Linked DNA regions of Sus scrofa: all the other regions are linked to region 1. The links are chromatin contacts, called in public Hi-C and promoter capture Hi-C maps. All regions are on one chromosome and are shown on one strand. The core of a region is the stretch at or near the end of the contact, and the rest is flanking DNA. Distances in the headings are between cores, read along the strand shown. Region 1 holds the start of ABTB2 (ankyrin repeat and BTB/POZ domain-containing protein 2). Region 2 overlaps ABTB2 (ankyrin repeat and BTB/POZ domain-containing protein 2). Region 3 has its middle 43 kb from the start of NAT10. Region 4 holds the start of NAT10 (RNA cytidine acetyltransferase).

Region 1 (2,700 bases), core at 109-2,608:
GGCGTTCTTGCCGCAGATGAGATGCTCATAGGGCTGCAGGACGCCCCAGAGCTCGGCATCATTGTTGATGACCATCTCCAAGGCCTCAGCGGACACCTCTCCGCCTCCAGCACCTCCGCCGTCGGGGCTCTGGCTGGCCAGCACCCTGGCCCGGATCTCCTCCACCAAGTTCTCCATGCAGGCGGTGAGCGAGATGGCCGCGTACTCGTGGATGCGCACGGAGATGCGGGTGTCCACCATCCAGCGGAAGAAGCGACCCACGGAGAAGGTGAGGCCACAGCGTGCCGACTTGCCCCGGCGCAGCCCATCGCCAGCGCTCATGCTGTACAGGGACAGTGCCTTGACGGCGGCCAGGGCGCAGCTCTCGGCCAGTGCCCAACTGTGAACCAGGCGCACGGCGCTCTGCACCTCGAAACGGGTGCACTTGGCGTGCAGCACGCTCAGGCGCTGCGCCTCGCGGGCCACACGGATGAGCGCCCGACGGAGCAGCCCCGCCAAGCGCCTGACCGCCTCGGCGGAGAATAGGGGCAGTCGCCGGGCGCCCGCACCTTTGCGAAGCACCCGGGCCACGTCTCCCTCGGTCCAAGGGAACTCCTCCAGCTCGGGGAGGCGCGGGCAGCGCGAGAAGAGGTCTGCCACCTCGGGGTCCTCGGGCAGCACCGTGTTCACCGTGTCCCAACTGTTGTGGCGGCTGTTCATGGAGCCAGAATAGCACCACCAGGCCGCCCCGCGGTGCTGCTGCGCCGAAGAGTTGAGCGCCTGCGAGTTGGACTTGGAGGACGAGAGACTGAGAGAGCGGCACGAGTCCCCCGCCCCATACCCGGAGTCCAAGGTCAAGTCCTCCAGCGTCTTCAAAGTGGAACTGTACGTCCCGGCCATGGGGAGCCTGCCGGGGGCGGCCTCGCCGAGCGAGGGGCGCTCACAACTCCATGCGCCCTTCCCCAAGTGGGCAGAAAAAGCTCTAAGCTCTCCCGGGCGCCCTCCTTCCTCTTGGCGCCGCGGGGCTTGGCCGCCGCATCGCCCGCCCGCCTGCTCCGGCGGCCGCGGGAAGGTAGGCGAGATTCCCGGCTGCCGGAGCCCCCCGCGTCTGGCGGCCCGATTCCAAGCTGTCACTGGAACGGTCCCCCGCTGCTCGTCCTCAGCACTCCCCAGTCCACTTCAACTTCCCCCAGGCAGAGCGTCTATCCTCCGTAGAGAAGGAATCCCGAGAGAACAGGGCGGCGGCGGCAGGAGAAGGAGGCGGCTCCCGGCGCTGCGCGAGTCCCGGACCAGCCGGCCTGAAAGCGCTCGGCAAACTTCTGCGCTGAACCGGCCGCCCGCACAGCTGGGTACCCGGCTGCTGCCGACATGCAAATAACCAGCGGCGGGCCCACCAATCATCGGCCGTGACGGGCAGGGGTTGCACCAATGATCTCCCACAGGGGCGGTCACTATGCAGATTGCACTCAGCCGCGGGTGAAACCCCGCGGCGGCGGAGGCGGGGCTGGAGGCCGAGGGTCGAGAAAGGCGGCTGGGAGGACGTTGGAGGAGGGGGAAGAGAAGGAGAATGAGAGAACTGGGAGCTGGGATGTGGGGAGCAGAGACTGGGAAAGGAGAGGTTGAAACGCGAGGCTCGGGAGCCCACGATTTAAAGAAAAATATAAAGGAAAAGCCACTGTGCGCTGTCCTCTTCCCGCCGTCCGGGCTTTGAGTGTTCGCAGCTCCGTTTCGAGCCTTCTGCTGCCGAACGCCAATGCTGGCGTGGGTCGCAGAAGGAGGTTGAATAGGGAAGGGGACCTCGGCATGGGGGAGGGGGTCCAAGCCTGGCGCTCCACCTCTCCGAGGACTTTCTGCCAAGTCCCTCCCTTTTTCTCCGAGACGAAACTCCAGTTGTGTTTGGAGAGAGGAGGAACGCCCCTAACTTGCCTCCCTTCCCAAATCCGTCTGGTTTTCTTGACGTTGCTATCTAGGCTCCAATCAGAACAGAATTTCTTCTTAACCTGGAAACTGATAGACCGACGGGCTCCAGGAGGCCTGCGATTCCGCCCCTGCCTCCCCAGGCACTTGAAATTACACACGCAATAGTCGGAGTATTTCTCTGGGGAGAGGCCCAGATCAGATTCTCAAAAGTGTCCTTGACTCCCCTGTTACAACTGTGCAACGCTGCTTGCCATCAGGTGCCTTTCTGATCGAGATGCCAGTGTCCCACAGTGTCTATGTGTAGGGTTATTACTGGAAGAATGTGAAGGTGAGAAACGTCCCTAGCGCTGGCCTGGGATTGGAACACCTGGCTGAATTTAGCTCTTCCTAATGATGTGACAAGGGAGAAATATATGCATCCCCGCCCCCAGCCCCAGGACTTCCTTCCTCTGAATAAAATGAGAGCTGACATCCAAGAAACACCATTGTAAACCTGTCTCAGATGCGTCCTAATCAGAGCTTTATTGGTTCTAGCAGATCCACGCCCGCCCCACTCCGTCCCGCAGTTGTCCTGTAACTATTCACACACGTGCACGAACGTGCATGTGCTGTGCCCCCTCCAGTGTGAAACCGCAAAATCAAGGAGACTGCGCGAGTTTCCCCCAAGTCAGCCTCCTCCCGCACTCTGGAATAGAATAGCTCCTTTGTGCTGTATCTTACATGGCCCTGACCTTGGGCCTTGAGTTGATACGAACTAGAAATGTCTGGTTTGTCTCTTCTTAAATTAACTGCCTTTTCCTG
Region 2 (2,700 bases), core at 40-2,539, 140 kb before region 1:
AGCCCTTCCCCCAACTCATGCATATAATCACCTAGGTGAGAGCGCTTCTCTCTATGCTGGGGCTATAAATATGTTTAGAACTACTGTGCTTTCTAAACTTCTTAAAGTGAATATGATTTACTGGTGCAGTAAAAAGTGATTGTTATAAAGAAACGGGATGTGATGGGGGAGATGCACTTGGAGCAGAGGGTGATAAAATGTTTCCTCTGAGCATGGGAATATCCATAATTTCAAAAATGACAGAAAAGTAGTTAGCTCAAATTAAAAAAATTTTTTTGGCCATGCCCATGGCATATGGAAGTTCCTGGGCTAGGGATTAAACCTGTGCCACAGCAGTGACCCTAGCACTTCAGTGACAATGCCAGGTCCTTAAACTGCTGCACCACAAGAGAACTATGACATTAAATTTTTATATAAGAAAACAAGGGGAATGTTTAAAAAAAAAGTACTATGATCTAACTACCTACAAACTCAGAATGGAGGTCATCTAACATAAAAGATAGTTATTTCTGCACGGGAGAACTTCAGATGACTTTTTTCTCTATTATTCTTCACATCTTTTTTTTCCTACAGAATAAATAATGAACACGCATATTTTAATAGGATTCATTTCCCCTGCACCACAATGGGAACTCCTAAACAAAATCATTATTACAACATTTTTGTGAGCTCACAGTGGCAAAAAAAAAAAAAAAAAAAAAAGGAAAACTTGTTTCCTATATAGACAGTACTTTAAAAAAAAGAAGAAGAAAAAAAAAAAAAAAAAAAAAACACCAAGGGAAAGAAATTCAGGAAGTTCCCGTCAGGGCGCAGCAGAAATGAATCTGACTAGGAACCATGAGGTTGCGGGTTTGATCCCTGGCCTCACTCAGTAGGTTAAGGATCCAGCGTTGCCATGAGCTGTGGTGTAGGTTGCAGACGTGGCTCAGATCCCAAGTTGCTGTGGCTGTAGCTCCAATTGGACCCCTAGCCTGGGAAACTCCATTGCTGCGGGTGTGGCCCTAAAAAGACAAAAAAAAAAAAAAAAAGAAAGAAAAAAAGAAAAAAGAAATTCAGGCACAAACTGTCCTATTTCCTAAGCAGGAGGTGAGATTTTTATCTGCAGGTCTCATTCCCAAATCAGCCCCTCTGAGAGCCAGCCCATTCACCTGGCCAGATGGTGGTGACTCAGGGGCCACCTCATGGGGGGTGTTGGGGGGACACCCTTCCTGTGGCATCCTGCTGACACTCAGCCCAACTGCATACTCACTGCGTTGAGCCTGCATGATCACGGCGCAGCCACGCAGTGGCCTGGACCGCCAGTACGGGGGCAGGGTCAGGCTGCAACATACTGGCACTGAGGACAGCGAGAGCCAGGGAAATCCTCATGCCACAAAGCCCAGTGTCACCAAGCATGAAAAGGTGACAGTGTTGCCAGTGCTGGGGGTTGGGAATACAGGTGGGTCTGGAGACGGGAGAGGAGGCAAAGCTTGTCCTGGGAGCCAAATCTGAGCTACATCCCCAGGGAGAGCAGTGCTGCTGGCAGGAAAAAGAGGGGAGCAGAAGTCTCCACGTGTCAACCCAGCAGAAGGAGAGGGTAAATGAGCCCGAGCACCTGTAATACACACACGTCACTCCTTGGGAGTTAAAAAAAAAAAAAAAAAAAAAAAGAGGCAATTATCACAAGGTCCAGGGCAGGAGGCCAAGATATTTATTAATAGAACATGAGTGCATTAGTCAGAAATGTACTGTGCTAGAGTCCTTCTAACAAACATAACCTGCTTCAGTCAGCTTTGCTTCCCATTCCAAATGGCTCTGGCTATTAGACACTCCAGATGATTTAATAGCATGAGTCAGAAGGAAGAAGGTTCAAAACTTAGCGCTCAATCTTATTGGCTGTGTGATGTTGGACTAGTTACTTAACCTCTCTGAGCCTCAATTTTTTCATCTGTATAACAGACCTAATAATAGTTCATAATTCACAGGATTATTTGAGAATTAAAAGAAGCAAGCATTTAGCAAAACATTTCATAAATATGTAGTAAATATCCTTCTATTGTAATATTCATATAAGTGGCCTGATTCCCAGGGCCAGTGCCTCTGGGATAAAGCCATCAGATATCATATAAAAGTATTTATCAGTATCCAGAGGAAGGGATGGACCCGATACTAATCTATCCTATTATTTCCTGAAGGTCTGTGCTGATAAAGAATCATGCTTTGCTCACCACGCAAGGGTCATTTATTCTTTACTCACTCACTCATTTCTTCAACTAATGAGCCAATACTCTGCTAGAAGTGGCTATGCTCTGAGGATAGAAAAATGAACAGGCCATAACAGATCTAGCCTCTTGATGTTTGCAGTCTGGTGAAGGAGAGCAAACAGTACACAAGCCAAGTCAATAATATGTGCAAAGGGCCACATGGAGTCAGACCAAGGAGCCCAGGAGGGTCTCTAAGCCAGACTACCTAGGCCTAGTAGTCAAGGAAGGCTTCCTGGAGGAAGGGACGTGGCTGATGAATAGTTATCAGTCTGGCGAAGGGGTTGTTCCCATGCAGAGGAAGAGCCTGTATAGGGAGGTTCTGGGACAGTGATAGGTTGGGGAGGGGCCCCTGGGCTTGTCACGAAGCTGTGTTTGTAGAGTCAGCACATTATTCAAACTTAGACTATGTGTTTATTTGGGGCAGCCTGGGAGGTGGCTGATGGAGATCGTTGCCCTC
Region 3 (2,700 bases), core at 92-2,591, 200 kb before region 1:
GTCTAAGAACTGTAGGTGGCAAGGACAGCACCTCCCTGGCAGGCCACTGTCAGGAGCTGAGAGCGGTGCCCGACGTGCAGCAGGCGCTCTCCAGGCCGCTCTGGGTTCCGTGGCTCATGTCAGCACTAAGTTGTACCGAGTGACTGGCTTTGTTCTAAAACCACAGCCTGCGCTCACGGAGTCCTACCAAGGAGCGTGTCGGTCAGACCTGTCCAGCTCTGTGTCCACGGACAAGCGTCTCCCCTGACGGGGCCTTGGGCCTTCCCCTCTGCGCACTAGAAGGAAGTGAGCATTTCACCTACTGGATACAGTCCTGGCTTTTTATTTGCAAAGCGTGTGTTCCTAAACAGGTGTCTGCACTTCGTGGTTGTGATCTTGGGTTCTCCTCCAAACCCAAAAAGGCAGCGCCTCCCCTAGACCTCACCATCTGGCCCCCAGACAGAGCGACATCTGTAAAGCTCGCTGTCTCAGGAAATCTCACTTGCAAAATGAATTCAGATAGGCCGGCTCTGAATGCTGTCGCCGGGCTGGGAAGGTGCTGAAGAAGCCTGAACAAAGAAGATTCCTAAATGGTCTCCATCCCACCACCCCCCCAAGCCAGGAGGGGGCCAGGGCTGGCCTGCTTCAGCGCTTCCACTGCTCATCTGTCCCCCATGGTCCCGGAGGACGACGGAGTGACCAGGAGACCACACAAAGGGAGCTGTTGAGGCTGGGGGAGGGGAGGAAATGAGTAACCGTCACCTTGGGAAAATGTAGCCTCATTATCTGAGGCCATTGCACCAGCGGCTCCTCGGGCCTGAAGGGGGCGGAGCTGGCACCCCCCCCCCCCCCGCCCGGGGCAGGTTTGGGGGGGCCGAGTAGGCGCTTCAGGCTCCAGACCTGGGAGCAGGGCTGCCCTCCCTGCTATAAACAACTGGTGGAAGTTGAAAGGTGGTGTGGTCTCTGCAGAGGGCTGGGGGCGGCAGGAAAGGGAGATGCTGAGGCTTTTCTTGTGTGGCCTGCACCGCTTCTGCTGTGCTAATCCCAGCATCTGGCTGGCGACTGGACTGGCGGGAGCAGGAAGGGCGGGGAGTAACAGAGGAGGAATGTGGGGGGGGTGCAGGGGTAGGCACCGCAGGACGGCAGACTCAGTGGCAGCCTTGGTGGCCAGCCCAAGCCGGACTTGGGCTCCCTCCCGTCTGGGTGGGTTTCCTTTAGACCCCCAGCCCGGTCAGCCTGGCTTAGGGCTGCCTGCGGCCCAGCTGGAGCAGAAGGAAATCCCGCCCGTTTCCAGGGACTCCTGCTAAGGAGACGTTCGTTCCCCGCAGCCTGCTGCTGGCCGCTCACAGCTTGGAGCAGGCAGCAGAGGAGAAACGGCCCCACACGCTGGAGCCCTGGCCGGAGGAGGTGGCCCAGTCGCCGGGGCAAGGTAAGGGACCCAACATGCCTTTTCCTCGTCCTCGCAGCCCCTGGGGAGAACCTTTTTTTTTTTTTTTTCTAATTAGATTTAAGTGTCGCTCGAGAGTGTGTTCCTGCTACACGCGGGCTCAAAGGAGTCCCATCCTTCCCTTGTCACCGTTCCTTTACCCTCCCCCAGTCCTCCTTGCGGCCCCCAGAGGGCGCTGTAGGTTCGTGCCAGGCCCTCTCCCTACAGAGGCCAGAGCCCCAGGCTGGGCCTCAGGCAGCCGGGCCTGGGCCCCACCCTGCAAAGCCGGCAACCAGCCTTTCCCAGGACTGACCCCTTGAGGTCTCCTCCGTGTGCGTCTCCCACCTCCTGAGTCCCGGCTTATTGGTCACTGAACCACGGCCTCTCAGGGCAGTGTTCCCAGTGACCACAAGGCAGGAAACATTTAAAAAACCCTTTATTTCTGCCTGGACTTTACTCCTAAGACAAACTACAACTGACCCCAGAAAACCCTTGGGCCTGAGTTACTGGCTCCCGGTCCTCCCTCCTTAGCAGGTGGCACAGCCAGCTCGAGCTCCGCAGGTCCTGGAGGCAGCAGCCACGGAAGGAAAGGTCAAGGGTCCACTCATCAGACCCTCCCCTCACTGGGCCACACAGGTTTGGACTATGAGAGGTTTGCAAACAACTATTCAAACAACCCCAAAGACAGAGGCAGATCAGGACAGCCCCTGCCAGCTGCCTTATTCCTGTCACTGGGCTCCTGTCCTTCCAGCCCAGCTTAGTGGCCCTTGAGTGCTTATTAACAAAGGGAACTACTTCACATCAGCTACCCCATTTTTCTGGTGGGGGGTGGGGGTGTCTTTTTAGAGCCACACTCATGGCATAGGGAAGTTCCCAGGCTAGGGGTCAAATTGGAGCTGCAGCTGCCGGCCTATACCACAGCCACAGCCATGGCAGTTCCAAGCCATGATAGCAGCCTATACCACAGCTCATGGCAACACTGGATCCTTAACCCACTGAACAAGGCCAGGGATTGAACCTGCGTCCTCATGGATGCTAATCAGATTCGTTTCTGCTGAGTCACAACAGGAACTCCCAGCTCCCCCATTTGACAGAAAAGGAAACCTGAGGCCCAGCAAAAGTCCTATCTGGATGCAGGTCCTGCGTGAGGCAGGGCAGGGGGCTGGTGGGTGACCACAGCCATTTTGGGTAGGAAGTTCTTTCCCTCTGAGACGCGGCTGTCCTACGTAACTAGGGCATCGGCTCTGGGTTCCCTTCCTGGTCCTAAATGGGCGGCTCCCCAGGTCTGACCTTTG
Region 4 (2,700 bases), core at 129-2,628, 250 kb before region 1:
CAGCCACAGCAATGCCATATCTCCAACCCACTGAGCGAGGCCAGGGATGGAACCTGCGTCCTCATGGATAATAGTTGGGTTCCTTACCGCTGAGCCATGATGGGAACTCCAGCCAGAGCCTTTTAAGAGGGCAAATCAGATTTTGTCACTTTCCTATTACTCAAACTCCAGTGGTTTACTGTCACACCTAGAGTTAAATTCCAGATCTGACACCCACATGCCCTTTGTTATCTGGCCTAACTTCCCAGTTTTTCCTTTGGTTGCTGTACTCTGGCTATGTTGGCTGCTTTGTGGAGACTTCCCATCGCCAAGTCACTAAGTGTTCAACCTAACGAGTGGGAAGACTTCCCTGAAAGGTTCTTAAGATTCGTTCTTTTAAATTCAGGTCTTTGCACCAGTGTCACCACCTGAATTCTTCCATTTCCCCTCTAAAGAAGCACCCTAGTTTTCCTTGCTGGATGGCTTTTTGTCTTAAAACTTACCGAGATTAAGTTTCACGAAGGGCAGGAATGTTTTGGTCACTTTATCCCTTGTCTCTGACATACTGACATTTCTTTGACATTAAATCAAAAGTTTAATGGTGGGTGTTGGACTAAAATGGTGGTGCTGCTTAGATTTGGAGGTACAGAATTAACGATTTGAGGAGGGAGTTTCAGGAGGGAAGAGGAATGAGTTCAGCTTCATTCTGATTGAGGCATCCAAGAAATGTCAAGCAAACAGTTGGATTCGTTTAAGTTCAGCGATGTGGTTCAAAAACACTAACTGTATAGGTGGCCCTTTAAATCAGCTGCTTGAGCAAATTCGTCGGGGAGGAGGGAGAGGAGGGGAGGTAACTGAAGAACAGAGCTCCAGAGCCGGCTTTCAGAACAGCGGCAGCATTTGACAGCCCAGTAATAGACCTAAGGGGATCTACAAAGTAGAGCAGCCGAATAGGAGAGTAGAAAAACCTATGGAATCCCAGGCAGATCTATGAGGTCATTACCGAGTATGAGGAGGGTCAAGTAAGATGAATGAGATAGGTGTGGAGATCGAGTTTCCTCATCTAGTTACGTTAAAATGGAAAGCTAATTTAAATAACTGACAAAATTACGCACCGATCCAGGAGCGTTTCGCATGAACCACGCTACCTACTGCTGAAAACCCTGGACCACATACCGTGTGCTGCCCCAGACCTATCTGGGCACCTGAGCTCGGCCCAGAGCAGTGACAGACCTGGGCGTGCGGGCGTGTCTGTGCTTATTCTGTCCTACGTAACCAGGGTATCTGACAATGACAAAATACCCCGGCAACACAGCTCTCGCGGGTAGAGACTAATCCGCACAGCCGCAGTTGCTGCAACCCCGCCTCCTGGGTTTCTGACGTCATCACTCAGAGACAGGGTTGCAAGAGGTCCCCTCGCTCGCTGTGGCCGCGCCGTCAATGCGCTGGCGCACGCACCGCCTACCATCGCCTGAGTTGTACCAGTCGGCCGTCAGGCATACGCTGGGGACGGCCGGCTGCTCCTGGTACCGCAGAAGGGGTTCCCACGTGCTTCCGCCTCACTGCTTGTTGGAGTTGGCTGAGGTCGGGGCGCAGGTATCCATCACGGGATGGCGGGGGTCGGTTTCGGGATTGGTGTCCGTGTCCTTCCTGGGCCCGGAGGAGATCGGCTCCAGGATGAACGCTCTGCATCCGTGCTGATACCGGAGCCCGCCGACTGCCTCCCAACCTGGACTCTCCTAGATGAGAGGATCCTCTTCCTCAGTAGGCGGTCACCCTCGGGAATGCTTCTCGAGCGCGTTCACAGGTTGCGTGGCTGATCTCCACCCTCTAGGGACTGTAGCTGAGGTGGGCGGGGGGATGTCGGGGTGAGTGAGTGGGTGACAGCCTTTTGCTTTCCACAGAGCTTGCCCACATTTCCCGATTGCAGCACTGGGCATTGAACTGAGGCAGTTTGATTCTAGATCCTCCTACACCCTTAGCTACTTCGCAATGCTTATTCTTTATATTCTTTATTCAGGACTTGGTTTTGTTTGCCAGTGCACCTAGAATGGTGCCTGGGACATAGACACCGTGTATATGTGTTAGACTAATAGATGAATGAGTGAAAAACAAGTCATCTTCCCCCTCATCCGTTAAGGCTTCCTTGTCCTAGCCCACAGTAATCTAGACTTTCATCAGACCACTGTCTGTAGCTGTTATTTTTACATCTAATTTTGTCTATCTTTAGACAGATTATCCCGCATTTCTTTCTCTTAAGTATTTTCTCCAAGGAAAATGAAAGCTCTTTGAAATCAGGTTCTACTTCTGGGGTTGCCGCTGTAACTAAATCGAGAAGCAATAAGTAGTTGTTGACCGGGGATCTTTGTGTGGCCAGCAACACAACTGATAAGCCAAATCAGATTGGTAAGCTGGAAAGAGTTCAGGTTCTGAAATCAAGGGTACCTGAATAAATCCTGCCTCTGTCACTTTTCCTTGAGTTACTTGAGATTTTATACTTGGTCCTTTCTTTGTAAAATAGGAGTATTGGTTGTGACATAGTGTTTTACAGTAGACAGAACAGCTAAAATCCATAGGTTAGAAGCCCAATTAAGGGAGGATTAAGGTTCAGTTAGTGAGCTTTATTCATGAAATGCAGCAAGCACTGAGGTTTCTAAACATGTCATTATTACTTTTACATTGTAGAGACAATTGAGATTTCAAATGTTTCTCTGATGTATT

What was found. Promoter capture Hi-C pulls out the DNA fragments that hold promoters and counts their contacts. Hi-C and Micro-C count contacts between places; a contact is called where the count stands out from the background.
Region 2: a contact with region 1 is called in a promoter capture Hi-C map of liver, with 11 times the contacts expected there. The contact joins the enhancer-like site here to the promoter of ABTB2 in region 1. A contact is called at or near these places in 2 of 5 promoter capture datasets (fetal skeletal muscle and liver), 16 of 47 Hi-C or Micro-C datasets (adipose tissue, alveolar macrophages, embryonic fibroblasts and 9 more) and 1 of 2 datasets of contacts at active chromatin or transcription factors (skeletal muscle).
Region 3: a contact with region 1 is called in a promoter capture Hi-C map of fetal liver, with 8 times the contacts expected there. The contact joins the enhancer-like site here to the promoter of ABTB2 in region 1. A contact is called at or near these places in 5 of 5 promoter capture datasets (fetal liver, fetal skeletal muscle, liver and 1 more), 25 of 47 Hi-C or Micro-C datasets (adipose tissue, alveolar macrophages, blood and 15 more) and 2 of 2 datasets of contacts at active chromatin or transcription factors (alveolar macrophages and skeletal muscle).
Region 4: a contact with region 1 is called in a Hi-C map of skeletal muscle, with 4 times the contacts expected there. The contact joins the promoter of NAT10 here to the promoter of ABTB2 in region 1. A contact is called at or near these places in 3 of 5 promoter capture datasets (fetal liver, fetal skeletal muscle and liver), 4 of 47 Hi-C or Micro-C datasets (embryonic fibroblasts, heart right ventricle, liver and 1 more) and 1 of 2 datasets of contacts at active chromatin or transcription factors (alveolar macrophages).

The regions. Positions count from the first base shown.
Region 1 is chr2:26,578,184-26,580,883 of Sscrofa11.1, reverse strand. ABTB2 (ankyrin repeat and BTB/POZ domain-containing protein 2) reads right to left here and starts at 1,358. Exons shown (of 17, transcript XM_003122881.5): 1 at 1-1,358. The coding sequence starts at 879.
Region 2 is chr2:26,716,335-26,719,034 of Sscrofa11.1, reverse strand. All of the region lies in intron 1 of ABTB2 (ankyrin repeat and BTB/POZ domain-containing protein 2), which reads right to left. Among named protein-coding and RNA genes, the nearest start is that of NAT10, 110 kb to the left of the region's middle. Within about 2 kb of position 1,289, at least 18 of the 83 cell types and tissues checked have an H3K27ac peak or open chromatin away from gene starts, as enhancers often do. A contact at or near this core is called in fetal liver and liver, where this site is marked.
Region 3 is chr2:26,782,217-26,784,916 of Sscrofa11.1, reverse strand. No RefSeq gene overlaps it. Among named protein-coding and RNA genes, the nearest start is that of NAT10, 43 kb to the left of the region's middle. Within about 2 kb of position 1,341, at least 40 of the 83 cell types and tissues checked have an H3K27ac peak or open chromatin away from gene starts, as enhancers often do. A contact at or near this core is called in adipose tissue, brain, epiblast stem cells and 6 more, where this site is marked.
Region 4 is chr2:26,825,738-26,828,437 of Sscrofa11.1, reverse strand. It overlaps NAT10 (RNA cytidine acetyltransferase), which reads left to right and starts at 1,378. Exons shown (of 29, transcript XM_003122875.5): 1 at 1,378-1,575.